3 separate regions of the Mus musculus genome follow, and all the other regions are linked to region 2. A link is a contact called in public Micro-C and promoter capture Hi-C data. All regions are on one chromosome and are shown on one strand. The core of a region is the stretch at or near the end of the contact, and the rest is flanking DNA. Distances in the headings are between cores, read along the strand shown.

The links. Promoter capture Hi-C pulls out the DNA fragments that hold promoters and counts their contacts. A called contact is a pair of places that touch in the nucleus more often than the background predicts.
Region 1: a contact with region 2 is called in a Micro-C map of embryonic stem cells, with 5 times the contacts expected there. The contact joins the promoter of 4833418N02Rik here to the promoter of Six2 in region 2. A contact is called at or near these places in 1 of 484 Hi-C or Micro-C datasets (embryonic stem cells) and 1 of 115 datasets of contacts at active chromatin or transcription factors (astrocytes).
Region 3: a promoter capture Hi-C map of embryonic stem cells shows a contact between it and region 2, with 5 times the contacts expected there. The contact joins the promoter of Rhoq here to the promoter of Six2 in region 2.

What each region holds. Positions count from the first base shown.
Region 1 is chr17:87,281,222-87,285,766 of GRCm38.p6, forward strand. It overlaps 4833418N02Rik (RIKEN cDNA 4833418N02 gene), which reads right to left and starts at 1,593. Exons shown (of 5, transcript NR_015506.3): 1 at 953-1,593. Ttc7 (tetratricopeptide repeat domain 7) reads left to right here and starts at 1,665. Exons shown (of 20, transcript NM_028639.3): 1 at 1,665-2,189. The coding sequence starts at 2,003.
Region 2 is chr17:85,684,823-85,689,511 of GRCm38.p6, forward strand. It overlaps Six2 (sine oculis-related homeobox 2), which reads right to left and starts at 3,432. Exons shown (of 2, transcript NM_011380.2): 1 at 2,571-3,432; 2 at 1-691. The coding sequence starts at 3,130. The coding sequence ends at 361. It overlaps CJ186046Rik (a long non-coding RNA gene), which reads left to right and starts at 3,672. Exons shown (of 9, transcript XR_001782258.2): 1 at 3,672-4,689.
Region 3 is chr17:86,960,251-86,964,896 of GRCm38.p6, forward strand. It overlaps Rhoq (ras homolog family member Q), which reads left to right and starts at 2,861. Exons shown (of 5, transcript NM_145491.2): 1 at 2,861-3,497; 2 at 4,050-4,108. The coding sequence starts at 3,356. LOC115488765 (hapless 2-like) reads left to right here. Exons shown (of 3, transcript XM_030250169.1): 3 at 2,623-3,296. The coding sequence ends at 3,296.

The sequences.
Region 1 (4,545 bases), core at 343-2,842, 1.6 Mb after region 2:
ACCAGATGTTATTAATGCAGTCACAGCTCTGTGACTTTTTCGTTTGTTCTTTTTCCTATAGGTTTCCACTCTCTCTTCCTAATGCTGGTCATTAGAAGATGAGGATCTTGGCTCTGCTAGCAAAGAGCTGAGACGCGGTCAGGCGCCTGGAGGAACACTTGCTTTGTATCTGAGGCACGAACTCTGTGCCCTCCCGTGCCCACACTCAAACTGATGATAGAGTCAAACAGACAAGAGCTAATGCTCTCTGCAGCCAGTCCTCCAGTATTTGCAACCGTGGTTGACAAAAGAATGGGAAGAAAAGATGGGGTTTCTTTGTTTCTATCAGTCTACCCTTCCCCTTTCTGTCAATCCTGCTGTTCCCTCTGGCCCCAGGGGTATCTCCCACTAACACTCTGACTAGGTAAATTGAAAACGCATTCTCAGGATACCCAAGTCAGTCTTTCACTCTTTCTGCCTTCCCCAACCCTCTCCCCACCCCATCCCCCTGCCCCACCGCCTCCGTGAAACCTAGTTCTGCAGAACCTCAGGTTCTGCACACAGGGGCAGGGAATCTTGCCTTCCAGGGAGGAAGGGGGCTTCATTTCGATCACACGGAGGAGCTGAAGTTTTGATAGGGACCGGCCCTGGTAATGGGCGTCAGGAGCCTGTGCTCTGATAGACCCGAAAACCTTAGTTCTGTACTGAAACTTGAAGCTGTAAATTTCCCGGCAGCAAGGGGCAGGGAGTGGAAGGACCTCCCGGAGAAGTAGAAAGCGGTCAGTTTCGAACTACTGAAAAGCTTGCCTGAAATCATTCTCGAACGTTTTCGGAATGGACCTCACAACAAGTGACTTAAGTACAGGCCCTGGGGATTTTTTTTTCAGTGTTGGCTGTGGTTTTAGCTACATCCTCAATTCCCAGGCAGGATTGACAGCTCCAGTTTCACCGAGGGTGGGGTCACGATACTTGCCTTCTAGCCAGGGTAGTCCTGGCTCCGCCCTCCAAGCCCCGCCCAGAGTCCTTTGAACTTCTGGGCACCGCTGGCCTTAGAGCGGAGCAGAGCGGAGTCGGGCGCTCCCTGGAGTTCTGATCAGCCTTTAGACACCAAAATAAAGTAGCAGCAAGTGGAAAATCAGCTGAGATCCTCTTTTAGAACCCAGAGTAGGCATTCCGATGGAAAGAGGAGTCCGGCAGTTAAAACAAACATAAACCCTCTCCGAGTTGGGGACATCCGAAGAGCTTAGGGACTTGCCCCGGCCGGTCTATCCGCAGCCCTGCGGGCGGGCGCGTTGCATCCGACCCGGATCCGCCAAGAGCCCGGGACCAGGACTGTCCTGTCGGCCGCTCCTCGGATTTGTGACGTGCCTCAGGCTGTGGCGGTGACGGGGCCACCACACAAAGCCGGGCGGTCCGGGCGGAGGACCCCAGGCCAAGAGTCCTGACGGGATGGGGAGGGAACGGGGAGCGAGGCGCCCCCGGGCTCCCGGGCTCCCCGCAGCATTAAAGTGAGCACCCAGTCAGCGGCGGGGAGCCGGCGGAGGGCGGCCCGAGATCGCCGTGTGCGCGCTTGGCTTCTGTGGCCTCGCTGGCGGTCGGCTCGCCTAGCCCGGCGGGGGATAGCCACGCCCACTTTGGGGTGGAGCCGCGGCCCGGGGAGGTTCCGCTGTTGGAGACGCCCGGGCACGGGGCGGGAGCTGTGGCAGCAGCTGCTGCACAGGAGGAGACAGCAGCGTCAGGAGCTGCTGCAGCAGCGGCGGAGGCTGCTTCTGGACGCCTTGGGGTCGCGCAGCCGCAGCCCCAGTCCAGAGGCTCCAGGCGGTGCGGTGGGCGCTGCCGCCGCCGCTGCTGCTGCTGCTGCTGCGGGCCCCTTGCCGTTACCCGGGCCCCCTCTGCCACCCGGGCCCCGGATGCCGTCTGCACTCCCGTCAAGCCTGCTGGAGAGTGCTCCCCAGCCTGGACGCCGCCCCCGGCCTGGTCTCCACTCCTCCGCCGCACCTCCCATGACAGCTCCTGCTCGAAGATGGCTGCGAAGGGCGCGCACGGCACCCACCTGAAGGTGGAGAGCGAGGTGGAGCGCTGCCGCGCCGAGGGCCAGTGGGACCGCATGTTCGAGCTGGCCCGGCATCTGCAGATGCTGGGCATTTCCGGCGGCGGCAGTAGCAACCGGCGAAACAGCCCGAGCGGCAGGTTCACCACTCTGGACACCGGTGAGTGAGGGAAGGGCAGATTCGCCCGGAGCGAGCGCGCGAAAAGCACCGCCTCGTCCAGGAAGCGCGACTCAACCGACCCGTCCCGGAGCCGGCGCTGGGTGCTACCCTCCGGCTTGCCGAGGCAGTTAGGAAAGTCGTCTGTCCCAAGAGAAAAATCGCTTTGCAGATTGGGTGTTTGAAGAGAAGAGAGAGAAAGAGAAAAGTTTGTGCTCTCTGCCTTTTAAGGTCACGTGGGTAACCCTACCCTGAAATGGAGGTTTCTGTAGGTATCAGAGAAGTGCATTCATTAGACCGGACCGTTGCCTCCCTAAACTGTCGAAACTCCCTCATGTTAAATTTGTTCCTCTGTGTCTTCTCTTATTTTCCCCTCAAATAAAGTTGAGACCAAGCTCTGTCCACAGCAGACTTAGACCGATGCGTTTGGTCAGAGAAGAGGCCGGCGAACCTCAGTTTCTTCGCCAGTGGCGGACACTGGCCCCATCCAGTCCTGGCAGCCTGTGGCTTTTGCAGCAGGGCTGGTTTAGTTGGGCTGGGCTCTTGTGCTGGGGCGGGAAAGCACCCTGATGGGGTAGAGGGAGAACCCCGCCCAGTCTTCAGACCCAGATCCTGTTTCGGGTGTCTTGCTCTCTGCGGTGGGAGAGGTTCAGAGCCCGCCGCGTGTGCACACCCACCTTTTCCGAAGTGGGCAGAGAATAAGTCCGACTATAAAGAGTTTTCCAAAACCACCCAGCCCGGGACACCTCTGTGGGAGCGATGGGGTGATTATAACCCTGATCCAATATAGTGCTTACTGTGTGCCACACCAACCTCGGGACTTTAGCCGTCACTCCTCCCAGCGACTCCTGTTTCCTGGATTTGCTGTATTTATAGGTAAATAGCTTCATCAATCAGCCAGTAAGTTGTGAAATCTGAACCCAGGATTCTGAGTACACCTTTTCGTTTGTCCTGTGTTCTCTCAAAGATGAGTACCCTTGCAGAGCAACTAGAGTGGATAGGAGGCAGGATGGTAGACAGTTATGGCTTAGATTGTAGAGCTCAGAGGAAAGGCAGCAGGCTTCAGAGTTGCAGCGGACCCTACAATAGAAGGGCAAGGTATTTCCCAGCATCCTGCATGCAGGAATCCCAGGAGGTCTGAGCATGGCAGGGGGAAGTGGTCAGTTTCTCCCTGTTCCAGGAAATGTATGGGAATCCTCTGGGCTGGTGCACGCGGGACACACTCAGGTGTTGGTACCTGGTACCTTGTGTGGGAATATGAGTGAGGTTGGTCCCACAGAGCAAGGTGCTGGGCCCCAGACAGGAAGCAGAGCCTCCTTTCGTCCCGTGGGCCTGCTTTTCCTACACTCTTCTTCAGAGCCCTCCCAGGAAGGCTCATCAGTATCCCAGGAGAACAAAGTTTAGGGAGCCAAAAAGGTGAGGAAGGATTCCAAGATGGACTTTAAAGTCAGAGTGCAGTCCTGCTGGACATAGTATCACGTGTCTGCAGTTCTGTCACACAGGAGCCAAAGGCAGAGGGCGGTTTTGAGTTTGAGGCCAGTCTGGGCTGTGTATGTATTGTAATTTTTTGACAACACAACTGACCAGTAAAAACAGATGGCCTCCCCTGCTCAGCTCTGTGGGTGATTTTTCTCTCATTGTTAAATTTAGATACACAATCCCAACCTACACAACATACACATATGTGCACATTCCCGCGCGCACACACACACACAAGAGGAAGGAAAGCAAATACTGCCCAGAGCATGCAAGCGCATTTTTGGACGGACAGAGATTTCTCTTTCTTTGAATTCTGTAGTTACTCAGAGAATAGGAACTTCTTTCCGGGGGAAAAATAATATTGGTGCTCACCCCCCTAACTGCAGCCTAAGAAGGAGAATCTTGATTTTTGTGTGTGTGTGTGTATGTGATGGCGCACACAACCTCTCAGCACTGGAAAGAGGGCAGTGACAGAAGGATCTCTATGAGTTCCAGGCCAGCCTGGGCTCCATAGTGAGTTCCAGGTCAGATAGGGCTACGTAGTACACAGTAAAACCCTGACCCCCCCCCCTAAAAAAAAATTTATCTTTACCTTTTTAAATTTTTGTGTATTTTAATTCTGCACGTGGCTGTGTGGACATGAGTGAATGTGCCCACGGAGGCAGGAAGAAGGTGTTTGATCCTTGGGTTCCCTACAACCACTGAGCCACCTTTCTAGCCTAGATTATTAGGACCTCACCTGCCCTGTCAGACTTTTGCAGTAGGTGACCCGATGGAGACCTAATGAGGAGAAGGACACAAGGTACTAAGGGGGTTGGGGGTGGCCAAACACAGATGTCCACATTTCACGGAGGTCCTGAGGGCCCGCTGTGTCCGCTCT
Region 2 (4,689 bases), core at 2,182-4,681:
ACGTAAAGCGGGGAGAGAGAAAAAAATGAAATAAACTCGAAAGGAAAGTAGAGGAAAGAAAAAGGAGAGAGAAAGGAGAAGAGATTTTTTAAAAATCGGGGTGGTGGTGGCTTATAATTTATTCCCTTGCCTAGTTCAAGACTCGGTCTCTGGCCTCCAAAGGATCTCAAAAGCAACTTGTTGAAAATGAATCCCCAAAGGATACCGAGCAGACCATTGTCCACTTTGTCCCGCCGCCGGTTCTGCCGCTCCAGCGTGGCAGGGCAGTCTTCCAGTACGCGGCACAGACTCCAGAATCTATCGCCCTCCCACACCGCTTCATCAAGCACGGAAAGCAAGCGCCCGGAGGCGAACAGAGCTCTAGGAGCCCAGGTCCACAAGGTTGGCCGACATGGGGTTGAGTATGGAGTCCTGCAGGCTGTGGTGATGCTGCAGTGGGTCCGCGCCGCCTCCACCGGGCACTGGTACGGGTACTGCGCTCGGGCCCGGAGGGTGGCCCAGGCTGTGCAGGGAAGGCAGCCCAGGGGGCGGCGGCGGGCTGAGCAACAGAGCGGGACTGGACGACGAGTGGTCTGGAGTCCCCGACGGCGTCTTCTCATCCTCGGAACTGCCTAGCACCGACTTGCCACTGCCATTGAGCGAGGAAGCCAGCGGGTTGTGGCTGCTGGAATTGGAGTTCTCGCTGTTCTCCCTGCAAGCGCAGGAGGAAAGGAGCGGGGTCAGGGGGAACCAGGGCCACTCTGCGCTGACCCTCAGGATGCCAGCACCTGGGGCCCCGCTGCGGTTGCTAAAGGGTGTTTGCTGTTTCTACCATTCCCACACTTGACTTCTTGTTCTTAATTGCGTTCTCAAACCCTCAACACTAGTTTTCGCTTGTCCCTCTCCCTGTATCAGCCCATGTCCTTAATGTCATGACTACCTTTCCTGTTCCCAGTATTTCCTGTCCTGTCTCCCACCCCATTCCTTAAGAGAGCTGCGGCACCAAAGTGGGGAGCCTGGAGTTGGGAGAAGTGAGGGAAAATACCGTACAAACGAGCTTTGCTGGGTAGAAGTGGGGAATAGAAGCTTCAGATACAGCGAGCCCAGGCTGAGGGGCCCACTTCGACTTGGGTGAGCACAGGCCTAGTTTCCCTTTGCCTTTCTCTGCGCGAGGGAAACCCCTCCCTACTGAGACTATGATCCCTAATTCCAAGCTGAGCAGGAGCTCATTTGACTGGGCAGAAAGATGGGGCTTTGAGAATGGAGGACTCCTTTTCCCTAGGGGAGAAGGTAGAAGGAAGGGCAGGGTGCTGAGAGCTGGCTCAGATCGTAGGCAGAAACAAGGAGGCACAATCTGTAGCTCTCACCTGGGGCCTAGTCAGGAACCCCAGCCCTTATGGAGCCTGACAGAGGAGAACCCATCGCAGATGAATCCACCTCTTGCCTGCTTTTGCGGACAGTCCCTGACCAGATATGGGTATTTGAAATCCTGGGTAAAACCTATTAGTGGATTCCTAACGGCCATTCTTTCAGATTTCTTGGGGTGGGGGGTGGGGGAATGAGCAAGACATCATCGCCATTCAAAGTCAAACTTGGGGATTTCAAATACCCAGGTCCAGTCTGCAGCTTGCTCTTCTGCCCCTACTGTTCGATACCCTGACCCTGGATCCTTCAAACGGTGTTCAACACATCCACATCACCTAACCCAGGTGTCTTGTTTTGCTGTTCCCCAAGGAGAAATCCGTTCCCATAATCCGTTTCTCTCCGATCTCGATCCCCTAGTTTCCTTGTCCAGATTTAAGCCCAAAGCGGGTTACAGACAGTTACAGGGGTGTCTGTAGCTTAGGTTAGTTTGGAAAGTCTTAGATTCCGATAGAAAAGAAAGCTCCCAGTCTTTCGGCAGATCCCAGTTTACCTCGCACACCCGACTTGCCCATCAAAGAGAGCAGAACCTAAGGAGAGCGAGGTCTTCAAGGGTCTGGCAAGTTCAGGAAAGGCAGGCTGGATTGCCTTCTCTTCCTCAGCAGACATTTCCCCCGGAGGCCTTACATCTTTGGGTCCTTTCTACGCGGGATAACTCCCAACTCTCTTGTGCCCAGCTCTTATGCCCAGACAAGGAATAGGTCTACCTTGCATAGATATTGCAGTCATTACCCAGATAATACTAGGGAGATTCCAACCCCTGCCCTGACCCCTAAAAATCTCTTTGACCTGGAGGTGACGTCCTAAACCCCCTGATCCCCGACGCCCTTGGTTGTTCGAAGATCAGGCCCTAAGCCTACGCTTACCTCGCAGGGAATTCAGGCCCACAGCCCTGCCCTCTCTGAAACTCGCCGTTTTTCCAGTTTAGTCCACAAGCGACTGAGGAATTAGTTACTGAACTTACGCACCGCTTTGCCCGCTTTAGACAAATTCCGGGTCGCTCAGCCTCCAGAAAAGACCTAAGCGCTGTTTTGAGCCAGCCTGAGCTGCGGCCGAGCTTGGTACCCGGGGTCCGGGTGCGATTTAGTCCTGTCCAGGAGCTCCCCATCCTCCCGCACCCGTTTCTCCCAGGACCAGGGAAGCCGGCGCAGATGCTCACTTACTCGTACCTTTCCTTGGCCTCGGCCGCCCTGTCGCGCTGCCGCCGGTTCTTGAACCAGTTGCTGACTTGCGTGGTGGTGAGGCCGGTGGCCTCGGCCAGCTCGCGCTTCTCTCGTGGCGACGGGTAGGGGTTGTGAGCGTACCACTCGCGCAGCACGCTGCGGCTCTTCTCCTTGAAGCAGTAGCTGGTCTCCTCGCCGTCCCAGATGGAGCGGGGCAGCGGGAACTTGCGCCGCACGCGGTACTTGCCCACGGCGCCCAGCGGCCGGCCGCGCAGCTTCTCCGCCTCGATGTAGTGCGCCTTGAGCCACAACTGCTGCAGCTTGGCGTGGTTGTGCGGCGAGAACTGGTGGCTCTCCAGGATTTTGTAGAGCTCGCGGAAGTTGCCCCGGTGGAAGGCCACCACGGCCTTGGCCTTGAGCACGCTTTCATTCTTGTGGAGGTGCTCGCAGGCGGGCAGCGACCACAGGAAGCGACCCAGCCGCTCGATGTTGCCGCCCTGCTGCAGCACCTCGCACACGCACGCCACTTGCTCCTGCGTGAAGCCGAAGGTGGGCAGCATGGACATGGTGGCGGCTGCGCGCCCGCCCGCCCGCGCGCGCCCTCACCGCGCTTCGCGGCCCCGCATGGGCGCCTCCCCGCCGGCCCCGGCCGGCCGACAGGCGGGCGGGGCCCCCTGGCCAGGCGCCGGCTCCCGAGCGACTCCTGAGTCACAACGATCCGTCCTCGCTCCCGCCGCCGGCCCCGCGCAGCTCCGCGCCCCCGCCGCCCGCGCGCCTCGCCCGCGCCCAAGCCCGGAGGCCGCCCGGGGCGCCGCTCCGCATGCTCCGCGCCCGCCCGCCGCTCGCTCGCCGGCTCCTCGCTCGTTCGCTCTCCCTCCCGTCTAGCTCGCTTGCAGCTTTTTTAATAATATTATTCTAAGCGGGCATGAGGCGCGGCGGCCCGCGCCCTGATTGGTCGGGTTATCTGACCCGGGGCCTGCCCGCGCCAGACAATAGTCGAGTCAAATTATTCGCCATGGAGACGCTGTCAGTCACCGGTAACCCGAGCCCCGGCGGCCCGGGCGGCTCCCACCCCCGCCCCCCTCGGCCAGCTCCGCTGACAGATCGCCCCGGCTCTGCACAGAGCGGAGGTTGGCCGAGACGGGAGCCCCAGGCACTCCCAGAGCCCGGGAGGCGGAGAGGAGCCGGGCTGGGGCCCCGAGACGGCGGTGATTGACGGGGCGGACGCCCAAAGAGCAGAGGAGGAGGAGGACCCCGAAGGAGGGGGCTGGGTGGGGGCCCTCGAAGAAAAGAGGAGGACCGAAGTGGGGAAGGAAGGGAGTAGAAGGGAAGGCGGAGGACCGTTTAAGGGGGTGCCTTTCAGGAAAGGAAAAGAGGGGGACAGAAGGAGCCTTCAAGAGAAAAAGTGTGAGACACCCCTCCCTTTTTTTTTAAATAAGAGGCGTCGCAACAGCCTCACCCAGGCTTCGCCAGGTGCTCCAGCTCCGGCTGGGTCACTGCGTCGCTCGGAAGGTCGCAGCTGACAGGCAGAGACACTAACCCAGGAGGAGGTCAGTGGGATGGAGAGTTTGGATTCTCTTAGGGGGCCTCTGAAAGGCTTGGCTTTTCTAGCTGACAACACCCCACCCCCATGCAAGAAACCCGGGACCCGAGATGTCTATCCCCTAGGGAAAGGGGGAGGAGGTGGGGAGAGAAGTCAGAGATTTGGCAGTGGCCGCAGCTGGACGCCTGAGAATCAACTTCCCGGAGGATCCCGCCTTTCCTTCCTTTCGCAGCAGGCTGCTTGCCCCGCGGCCGGTACCGCCCCCACTCGGCGCGATCTGCTCCTCGCCAGGCGGGGACTCAGACTTAACCCCACGGGGCCCAGGACCCGAGAAACTCCCGGCAGTCTCGTGTGGCCTTTACGGAAGTTGAATCTTGCAAGGGCGGCGACACAAAACAGGGGAGCCCGCATAGACCCGCAGACTGCCCCGGGGAGCCCAGGGCAGCGTGTGTAGGGTAATTGTCGCACTTCCCGGGGTGGGGGTGAGGTGCACAGAAGAGACTGGATTTACCAGCTTCCTGTCTCCCTACTTCTGGGCTCGGGTTCCTGGTCTCTTCTGCCTGAGAACCCAGCGCTAAGTTC
Region 3 (4,646 bases), core at 1,611-4,110, 1.3 Mb after region 2:
AGGAGCCAGTAAGGACTCAGGGACAGGAGGGTCACAAACTTAAAAGGGGGGTGGGGACTCAGGCAGGATGTGTAAGAGGAAAGCCTCCAGTCAAAGCGCCTGATGGCAGACGTGAGGCAAATGGTGCTGACCTAGGCAGATGGACTAATAGCTGTCTACGAGTCCACGAGTCTTATCTTGCAGAGTCATTTCAGAAATAAAGTAAGATTATCTCCATCGCTGACCACCAAGTACTGAGTGACACACAGGTACCGCACACAGCAGCACGCGGCCAATCACTCCCTTGTTCACCATGCCCTTGCTTTTAGGACCTCTGCTCACCTACATGATGCCTTTGTCTCTTGCTATCGAGATGGAGATACGTTCTCTGAATGTACGCAGCCCAGCGGGATAAGGTTTGACAAATAACCTGTCCACTTCAGATGATCCGAATGCCCGAGAAGTTCTGCGCTGCCCTTCCTCGGCCAGCATGCACTGTCTGCTTTCCCCAGGCCTCTTCCTATGACCTCAGAGCCCCAGGCCAATCATACCGTAACTTTGCAAATCCTTCCACAGCACACCCACAGCTATGCGCTGCTGCCTCCCCGGCTCCTCCAGAAGTCTGTTCTTTATTCCCTCCCACAGTACTGATTACATTATGTAGCAACTATCTGTTTTCCCATCAGCTCCTTCCCGCTCCCCCTCTAGTGACTGTGACTTGCCAGCTCGATGTCCCCTGCCCAGGAAGAAAGCCTGGCTTCTAGTCGACCTCAATTCATGCTTGTTAAGTGGAATATTGAATGAGGAGGAGGAAGGAAGGAGTAGAGGAAAAAGAGAAGGCGGCCTAGACGGGCTCACTGTTCTCACACAGACCTGTGTCTGTTTCAGTGTTCACAGTTCAAACAAAAGGAAAAGAGCAGAGGCCTCTGGGATGCCCAGAAACAAAGTTGTTTCCTGTGCCCGAGTCCTTGACATTTGAGAACTGTTTTTGGTTTTGTTCTGTTTTACCACTTGGGCATTCTCTTTTTTGCCCATGGGAAACTGAGGGTCTTGCAGAGGTCTAACTATTCCAGTTGAAGAGTGCATGGACTGTCAAGGCAGTGTTCTAGAGTGGGCCCGCCCCGCCCCCACATCCACCAGGTGTGACTGTCCCCAGAGCTCTAATATTCTTGGCAGTCTGTCTGGCATCACTGTGGGCCAAGGGAATGAGGTCACTGTCGCCAATGAAGTCACCACCACATGATTCATCCCACATCAGTCCCCAACTCGGAGTGTACTCTGAGAGTCTCAGAGCTTCTCACAAGCCATCCAGGACCCGGGGTCCCTGTAAGATGAGCTCACATTTTTTTTTTTTTTTAAAGCAGAAAACAGGCCTAGAGAAAGGCAGCCAGCCATGCTACTAACTTGTGGTGCTTGGACCAAGTTCAGCTTTCCGGCAGAGCTGGCTCCTACAGCTCTTTAACCTTTCCACATTTCCTCCTTTCAGAATACTAGTCTTCGCAAACACAGCCAGAGCTAATGGTGATGCAAGCAGCAAACCTTGCTCTCTTCTCCTTCACGGGAAAGTGTCAAGACCTGACTTCAAGATAGTGTGGTGCCTTTCCTAACCTTTCAGAATGTATGAAGTAACTTTCAGATTTATTAGTGTAGTCAATGCAAGTACCTCCACTCGAATGCAATGGACAGGGTATGGAGAGATGTTCCCCTACGTTCACAAGGAACGTTAAATACTATTTGAAATCTTCCTGGTCGAATTGAAATCAGGATTATGACTTGAAAACTGGCGTCCAGGGTTCGTGGAAGTGAAATGAGGGCATCACAGTAGGCATCTCCCCAGGTGGCCCTTGAACACCGGGAGTGACAGGGAACCTTTTGGTAACCACTTCACTGGTCCCAGTTTCCCCCACCTAAATCCCGGGGGCAAGGGTATGAGTGACCCACGCACCTCTCAACACAGCATTTTCTACCACTATGAATTGGTGAGAGGAAAGGACTTCCCTGTCAGCAAGCTTGGGGGTAGGCTGCGGTGTGGGGTCAGTCAGCGCAGAGTGAGCCTTCGAACCAAGACCGTACATTTAAAGCAGCACTCGGCCACACAACTAACTGGCCCTGGCCAGACAAGTGTTTCCGGACTTGCCAGACAGAGGCGCAGGGTTGGTCCTGAATCACTGGCCAAGTCTCAGAGCGCGAGGCTACATCATACCTCAGGGATCACAATTGAATACTTTTGGAGAGACGCTTGGAAGCGAAAGGAAGCCTCGGACGATGTCGCCTCCAGGGGGAGCACAAATAACATCTGTGGTCTCCTGACAAGGGCTCGCCCCTTTGTGGCTGGTTGGGGGTGCAATATGCTGCATCTCTTAGTCACCGATTTCATAGAAAATGACTCAAGCTCGTGCTGCGAAAAGCGTGGGGTAGTGATGCTGAGGAGCAAGCAATAAGCCAGAAGTCTCAGTTTTCCAGTTCCGAGACCCACCACCCTCCCAGCCTCCGCACACCTTTCTAATTATTGTTATTAATTATATTTATAACCCTCTTGGCCGCTGTTCCTGATTTCTAGTTGCGTGGAGCACTTGCAGGCCGACGAGATGGCTCCTGCCTTCCAGGCAGAATTTAAATATACACATCTGTATAATGTTGCAGAATTGCGTCACCGTGGAAGTCGTCGTGATTCCCCGAAAGGCCTTCACGTCTCCTCCGGGCACCGGGGCCTGCGGACGCTTCCGGGCTTTGGCCGCACTTTCGCGAGGAGCCCTGGGCTCCTTCCTAGCGGCTGCCCAAGAGCCCCTCCCCCAGCCCCCATCCTCCCGGATACAGGGCGCCTCCTCCTCGGCCTCCGCGCCCGACTCCCAGGGAGTCAAGCTTGGGTGAGCGGCAGGAGCGCACGGCGGGCGCGGGCGCGGGGCGCGCCGCACTCCGGAGCCGCCCGGACCGCCCTCCCCCACCCCCCTTCACCGGCCCAGGAGGGCGGGGGCCGGAGCGGCGCGGGGCGGGCAGAGCCGCCTGGCCCCTCCCCTCCGCCGCCCTCCCCAAAGTTGCCGACTCCCCTGGGGCCGGACGGTCTTATGATCCGGCGGATCCTCCTGGGGAGGCCGGGCCGGGGAGCGGGTTCGGGCGCCGAGCGGCGGGGCCAGCAGGCGGGCGCGGCGAGCCGGGCCAGGGCGGGGAGCGGGGCAGAGATCGAAGCGGCGGCGGCTGCGCCCCGGGCCCGCCGCACCTTCTCCTCCGGTCAGGGGAACCGCTGCATGGGGCCGGGAGGGCGGCCCTGCTGCGCCGAGCGGCGGCGACGGCGGACCCCCCAAGCGGGCTGGGGCTGAGCCCGGGGCCAGGGCGGGGGCTCCGGGGGGACCATGCCCCGAGGCCGGCCGGCCGCAGCATGGCTCACGGGCCCGGCGCGCTGATGCTGAAGTGCGTGGTGGTCGGCGACGGGGCGGTGGGCAAGACGTGCCTGCTCATGAGCTATGCCAACGACGCCTTCCCCGAGGAGTACGTGCCCACTGTCTTCGACCACTACGCAGGTACGCCTCTGCCCTGCTGACTAAGGGGCTGATCCCCGGCTGGGAACTTTGGAGCAACTTTGGCTGAGCCCCCTGGCTTGCCTCCCCTGAGCGTGCTCCCCTCCCCCGCCGTGCCCTCTGCCTGGCGGCTTCACCCCCCCCCCCAAGCTGTGCCTCTGGTCACCCCACCCCTCGCAGCAACTCCCACCCCATTCCTATCTCCCCCTTCGCCCCGTCTCCCACACTTTTCAGTCCCCTGAGCGCCCTTCTTGACCTTCCAGCTGCCTCTTCCCTTACTGCCCGAAACCCCTGTAGGGGAAACATCTGGGAACACTAGTAGACGTGGCTACAGGGTTTGGGGGGGGGGGGGAGTGGATGGCAGGGGCCACATTACACCTATATCTCATGCAACTTGGCAGTGAAGTGGACTCGGATAAAAGGGGAATGTTGTCTCCTGGGGAGCACCCACATGCTTCCCAGTATTTGGGAAAGGAGGTTACTGTGGGGAGCCAAAGTGCTAGATCTCAGATCACTGTGAGCTTCTCTCCCCACCCCCCACTTCTGTCCTTGCAGTCAGCGTCACCGTGGGGGGCAAGCAGTACCTCTTGGGACTCTATGACACAGCTGGACAGGTGAGTGTTTTGGCTTCTGGCCGGTTCCCTTACCCCCATCTCTCGCCAATTCTGTGTGGCTGTGGAGGGCCTTTGGAAACTGAGGTGTCTAGGTGGGAGGGTGTGTTTTGGGGGGGGGGGCTGCCTCAAGATCAGGTTGGTTTTTTTTTTCTTAAGTCAGCAAATTAAGGAAACAAACCCAAAAGAAAACGCAGACCAGCGTGAACCCCGCGATGTGAAAAGTTTTTGACTGTATGGGTCTTTACGTGTGTTGCCTGGTGAGTGGGTCCCAACTCCTGTTGCAAAGTGGCAGCAGCCAATGGTAAAGCGTTCTTATTTTTAGTTGCTGATGACCAGGTCTCCCCCTCGCAGCCTCTGTCTGGGCCCTCATTGGTGAGTGGTCTGCCTGCCCGAGGAGCCTGATTGGTGGGAAATGGCATCATCTAAGAGGCTGGGAAGGCGTTTGGTCCTGGTTGTGTTTATTACAACATCATTGCACTCTGGGACTCCAGTCCCTGAAAACGTAATTTGTGGTGTTACCAGAGGAGCACAGGGAAAA